2 separate regions of the Oryzias latipes genome follow, and region 2 is linked to region 1. A link is a contact called in public Hi-C data. All regions are on one chromosome and are shown on one strand. Each heading gives the region's core, a stretch centred on a gene start, on an enhancer-like site or on the middle of the called end of the contact. The rest is flanking DNA. Distances are from core to core; before and after follow the strand shown.

Region 1 (2,771 bases), core at 102-2,601:
CAGTAAGCAATGATTGGTCTGAGTTGGTCTGAGTCAACATTTCTATGGCAACCATTCTTGCCAATCAGGTGTGAGCTTGTTGGAAGGCCACACCCCTACCAGTTTAATGCGGACTAAACACAAAATCTACACAAAATCTGTCAGTCATACGTTTTTAACGTTTGGCGTGAGACCACATACTTTTATTGAGGCATCTGATCGGTCAGGTTATAACTTGAATAATTTGAAATGAAGAGAAAAAACACATGAAATTTAGGATTATCAAGACCATGTTAAAAAAAGCTAACAGAGCAAGAATGGTTATTCTGACAAATAGAATGACTGATTAATAGCTGTTTATTTCTTTATCAAAGTCTATGGGAACCAGCAGGTACTTACATCTAAAACATGAGGGCGGAGGGGTCACTTAGTCCTCTTCTCATTTACAGTCAAAGGGCAAGACACTAAACCCCACATTGCTCCTGGTGGTTATAGGTTATATGGCAGCCAATCCCCCATCAGTGTGTGAATGTTAGTTTGAACGAGTGAACGTGACTGTAAAGCACTTTGGGCTGGAATCAAGATACAAAGGTGCTACATAAGTAAGTATACACTATTTACCATTTGACAACTTCATTATCTGTGAAGGATCAGAGCTTTGTGCAGCAGGACCAAAAATTATGATGACCTGAAGAATGCTGCAGAATGTTATAAAGCAGCATTTAGAGCCATGATACCCGTGTTCATGTAACGCCTCAGGTTGCCTAAAGATAACGTCACAAACGGTGACCAGAGTGGGACAAGTCCTTGAAACGGTTCCTTTTTTTTTTTGACCAAACAGCCTTTTAATTTGGTTTGAGTTAAAAACAATGTCTTTTTTTTTTAACCATAAATGAAAGTTTGAAGAGACCAATCTGATAATCTGCTTGAAAGGAACTCCTTATATGTTGGGGTCTGTGTCGCTGATCCCGAGTTTGATCCAGTGTTTCTGCAGAGGTGAAGGTCGGCTGCCAGGTCCCTCTTTCACCCAGAGAAAATCTGCCTCACATCAATATTTACATGGAGTTGTCTTTGTGTCTCCTGTATACAGACCGTCCTGCTTGGGCTTTGAACATGTTGTCTCACTCTGCCCAGAGGAGCACAGATGAAAGGCTGGGGGGCTATGGCCCCCCCCCCCCCCCCCCCCCCCCTGAAAGCTGACTCTGTTTTCCCTGACCTGCTTCTTTAATGTCAGAAAAGTCTCAACCATCACAGAGGCAGATACAATAACCTGAGTCCACCAACACTCCACACCCCCCCCCCACCACCAGCCCACTGCACGCTGACTGTACACAGCTACAGCGCTGTATGGGGGGGAGAGGTAACCCACAGCAACCCCAGCCAGCAGTCAGAATGAGTGTGGCAGCTGTCCAGGACCCAGGCGGCCTGCTGGGGCCATGTGTGTGTGAGTGTGTGTCTGCAAACTGCAGTGTGTTGGCGTGCGCGCAAATGTTTGTGAAGCGAACCTGTTCAGCTCACAGCGTTTCATAAATATTCTTTAAAATAATGAGCGCCATGGTGGCACACAAAGCTTGGTGAAGTTGGATGAGGCCTCCTGCATGCTTCCCTCCGAGCGTGTGCACGTGTCTGGTTTGACTGCATTCTTTCAGGTGCACGTCTGTTGTGGAGATGTGTCTGAGTTTCTGTCTGAAACCAGAGTGGCCATCTTCAGCATCACCACACTCTCAGATTTTCCGGTTCTTTTGCACGTTCTTCAGCTCTCTTAGCCTCTCTATCAATCTTTCTGATGTGAAAATGTTTTGATCCATTACTGCTTTTTAGTTCAGGTTTTCTCACTTTTATAGTTATTGAAATATAAAACGCTAAATTCTCATTGAAAACAACAGAAAAGCTTCAACTGTTCTCTTTGAGAGCTGAGATGTTCAGCAAATCTTCAGCTACAAAGATCATTGAAAAGCTTGATAATTCTCTCTGTTAATCTACTTTTTAAAATTTGTCAATACTTGAGGTACATTTTTCATTGTTATAGCCATAGTTCTATTTTTTTTTTGTCTGTTGAAATATTCTGAAAATTTTAGGGGGCTTTATTGAAATAAATTACTTTTTAAAATCAATTTGGAATTTTTTTTGTCATGTTTATTCAAGCAGATCTTGAAGTATTTGTAGCTCTGTTTACCATTCCTTCCAAACTTCCAGAATGTTTTTCAGCATCTGCAGTGAATATCTGTACCTTCAGCTTTTGGCAGCAGTCAAACCTGGATCTAAGAAGTCACTTGTGTCCAAAGGCTGGTTTCTCCTGCAGGTTCATGTTTGCACGCATACCTTCATACAGATGTTTGGCAGCTCTTTTCACTTCCTGCTCACTGGGCATTGGTTCCTTTTGTTTACCTTCAGCAGGAACATAAAAGCACAGATGATCTCTTCAGCATGAAAGGCCGCAAAAAAACAAACATCGTCTTTAAATCCCTTCGTTATTATGAATATATTTCATGAAACCAGCATGCAAATGAGTTCTGAGAGGGATTTTTATCGTGTCTTGGTGTTTATGAAAGCTTTGGCTCACAAGTTTCTATAGAGATTTATTGTTTGTTCTCATGCTGCTGCAGCTCAGACCTCCTTAATTAGTCTGATCCGCTCAGTTATTATATAGGCTGTCTTTTGTATTCTATGTGCAGCTATTCATTTTGTCATTTTAGTTTATTAATGTGCTATTGAGACATGGAAGGGACCTTCATTTTTCTGAGAGATTTGTAGACCATGCTCATGAAAACTAGCAGCTGATTGCAGGTGGA
Region 2 (2,792 bases), core at 282-2,781, 200 kb after region 1:
ATGTTTCAGGCAAACGGAGGAGGGGGGCCACCGTGCCCCTCTATCTGCATCCACAAAATAAAACCGCCTGACTTTAAGTGTTTAAATTATTCTGTAGGAGGCTAAAGGTAAGTCACACCAACCATAGACTTGAGTCAAAAAGTACAGGATTTAGTGCCACCTACCTGTGAAGTTTCAGACTGTTTTTTGATTGCAAGTTAAATATCTGTTAGTAACGTTTCTATTCTAAAATATTTTGTTTTCAAATAAATAAATACTTAAACCAAACAAAAGGTCAAACTTTCTTATGTCTATAATAAACAAAACTGTTGCCTGAGAAACATAACAATAATTTATTTTGTGAATTTAAGAATCAATATTGTTTTTTTTTTAGGAAAGATACATTTGTTTGCAATAAATTGATTTAGTAAACCCATCCTAATTAGCCACCTTAAAAGATTATATTTGTGAACATGCCTGAATCTGAGATTAAAGACAGAGTTATAGTAAACCAGCAAAAGTGGACTACCAGAACAAAAACTACCACAAATTTTCTTTTAGGAATCTATAGTAGCAAATTTAAATGATTAATGTTTTCCTAATGTTTGCATGAACTTAAAATCTATTCTATGAAAATCTATGCAAACAAAAATAAAAGTCTTCATTCATTTTTTGTGTGTGTTGATCAATTTGATGAAAAGTTGCTGCAGTGTTGCGCTAAAAAAACTTGTCAATGGAAATTTCACAATAAAGGTATGGGTTTTCTCAAAAGGCAGAGCTCAGAAATGTCCTCCCTCTTAAGTGGCATTGCTGTAATGCAAGTGAGGAAAATGTTGACTTCAATGCTGAGCGATGGGGGAGGAGCACAAAGATGGGGGCTTTGGAGTCTGGATGGCTGTATATATTCAATATATTCAGACATGATAGCTTCTCACTTTAATACAACTGTCCTCTGTGTGTGGTATTTAAATCCTCCCACAAAGCTTTGAAGATGAGGGAAGTTGGTCTCCAATCTCCAGCTTTGGCTGATATGCTAACCGAGTAAGAATACACGCGGCCATACATACACACATTAACCCCCTGCACCATGCATATACAAAAGAGCCCGTCTGCACAATGCCTTTAAATGTAGCCATCCAATCTTAACTCTCAATTTGCCCACCTTTTTGATAATATGTGCCTGTTTGAAAGAGGGTGAAAGGCAAGGGTAGCATGCAATTTGGAGATACTACTGTGCAGCCGTTTGCAGCCTTCACCCCCCTCTCCATCTTCTGATTATGTGATTCGCCCTGGCAGATGAACAAATAGAGGAGAGAAAAAGGTAGTGTTTGACACCGCCATTTTCAATGACAAAATACAATCTAGCCAGGGCCAGTAATTTGACAGTGAGGGATTAGAGCAGAGCGAGGTTGGGCCCTAAGATTAAGACGCAGCCACAGCTCTGGGATCTTGAATTTCATCATCTCCAGCGCTCGGGCACAATGGCGTATTCTTCCCCCTCTGTCCTTCGCTGCCTGATGAGGGGTCAGGAGAACTCACCTCTCCTTCTTCTTCTGGTCCTTGTGAAAAGAGCGGCACTCGTGTGTGCTGACTTCAAACTAACTTCCCTAGAAGGGGAGGCATGGCAGAGGGCCTGAATTTCTCTACTGGTCTCAGTTTTACAATGCGGGTGCACTTCATCCACACGTCTCAACATAAACAAACGTAGCCAGAGCCCCCCAACCGCTGACATTCAAAAGCAGACAAACATAAAGCTGACACGAAGAACCCATTTGTAAGCAGCATTTAGAAGCAGCTGCTTAGAAAGAATGCCCATTCTTGTGCTAGACTGCCCTCCAGTGGTCACTAATATTATCAGCATTCCAAATAAGACCGAAAATGAACAGATTTCCAGCACAAATGCAAGAGTAAATGCTAACAGCTATAGTAAGCTAAAGAACTAAAAAATGATCAAATTTAAAACAAGTTATTCGGTCAACACTAGTTGGTATGCGTGAGAACAAACTCAGGATAAAAAAATACATTAAAAAAATGAAAAAAATGCTGTGCATTTATATAGTGCTCATCTTCTTCAAGGCCCAAATACTTTACAGTCTTGATCCCGTTCATTCATTCACATCTGTTCATTCACAGATGCTGACAGAATTGCCACGCCAGGCACTAAACAGACCATTGGGAGAAATTTGGGGTTCAGTTTCTAGCCTGACGACACTCAGACACATGGATATGCAGGGTGGGAATCAAACCTGCAATCACAATCTCAATCCTTTTATTGAGCTTTTTGACACATACGAAGCAGTGTCAGAAAAGTACCTTATAAATAGAGGCTTAAAGTCCCACACCAATCCTCTTTTGAGCTACTGTAAAATCCTTCCCAGCGGTCTTTTATTTATGATTACGGCGTTTTTAGACAATATCCAAAAACCTGTGTCGCTTTCTAGGACCTAGTTTCTGCAGAGCAGCAGTAGTTCAAATGACTGAAGCAGGGTTAGGGTTTGAGTCAGATGCCAGCTCAGATGAGGACGAACCTAACAAAGAATCAGAAGATCCAATGAATCTAAAAATGATTTTCTGATGTTCTCACAACGAAATAATCAACTGAATTAAGTTTGCGAATAAAAACTTCAACAAATGTAATAAACAGATTTACTATGCTACTTGTGTCCGGCATAAGAAAAGTACCGTGTTTGTATTAAAGAGGCATGTCAGCGCCAACCAAGCAAGAGTGAAAATGTCTCCATAGTTTTGAGGTTTCTTCTTATCAGGTGCCAGCAGATGTGAGCTGTTTCAGTTGGTAATCATCAAGCAGGAGC

What was found. A called contact is a pair of places that touch in the nucleus more often than the background predicts.
Region 2: a Hi-C map of embryo shows a contact between it and region 1, with 2.2 times the contacts expected there. The contact joins two enhancer-like sites. A contact is called at or near these places in 3 of 5 Hi-C or Micro-C datasets (embryo and fibroblasts).

Annotation. Positions count from the first base shown.
Region 1 is chr15:11,928,515-11,931,285 of ASM223467v1, forward strand. The region is part of intron 3 of wdpcp (WD repeat-containing and planar cell polarity effector protein fritz homolog); the gene reads left to right. Among protein-coding and RNA genes, the nearest start is that of wdpcp, 16 kb to the left of the region's middle. Within about 2 kb of position 1,352, at least 4 of the 8 cell types and tissues checked have an H3K27ac peak or open chromatin away from gene starts, as enhancers often do. A contact at or near this core is called in embryo, where this site is marked.
Region 2 is chr15:12,128,645-12,131,436 of ASM223467v1, forward strand. All of the region lies in intron 5 of ehbp1 (EH domain-binding protein 1), which reads right to left. Among protein-coding and RNA genes, the nearest start is that of ehbp1, 25 kb to the right of the region's middle. Within about 2 kb of position 1,532, at least 1 of the 8 cell types and tissues checked has an H3K27ac peak or open chromatin away from gene starts, as enhancers often do. A contact at or near this core is called in embryo, where this site is marked.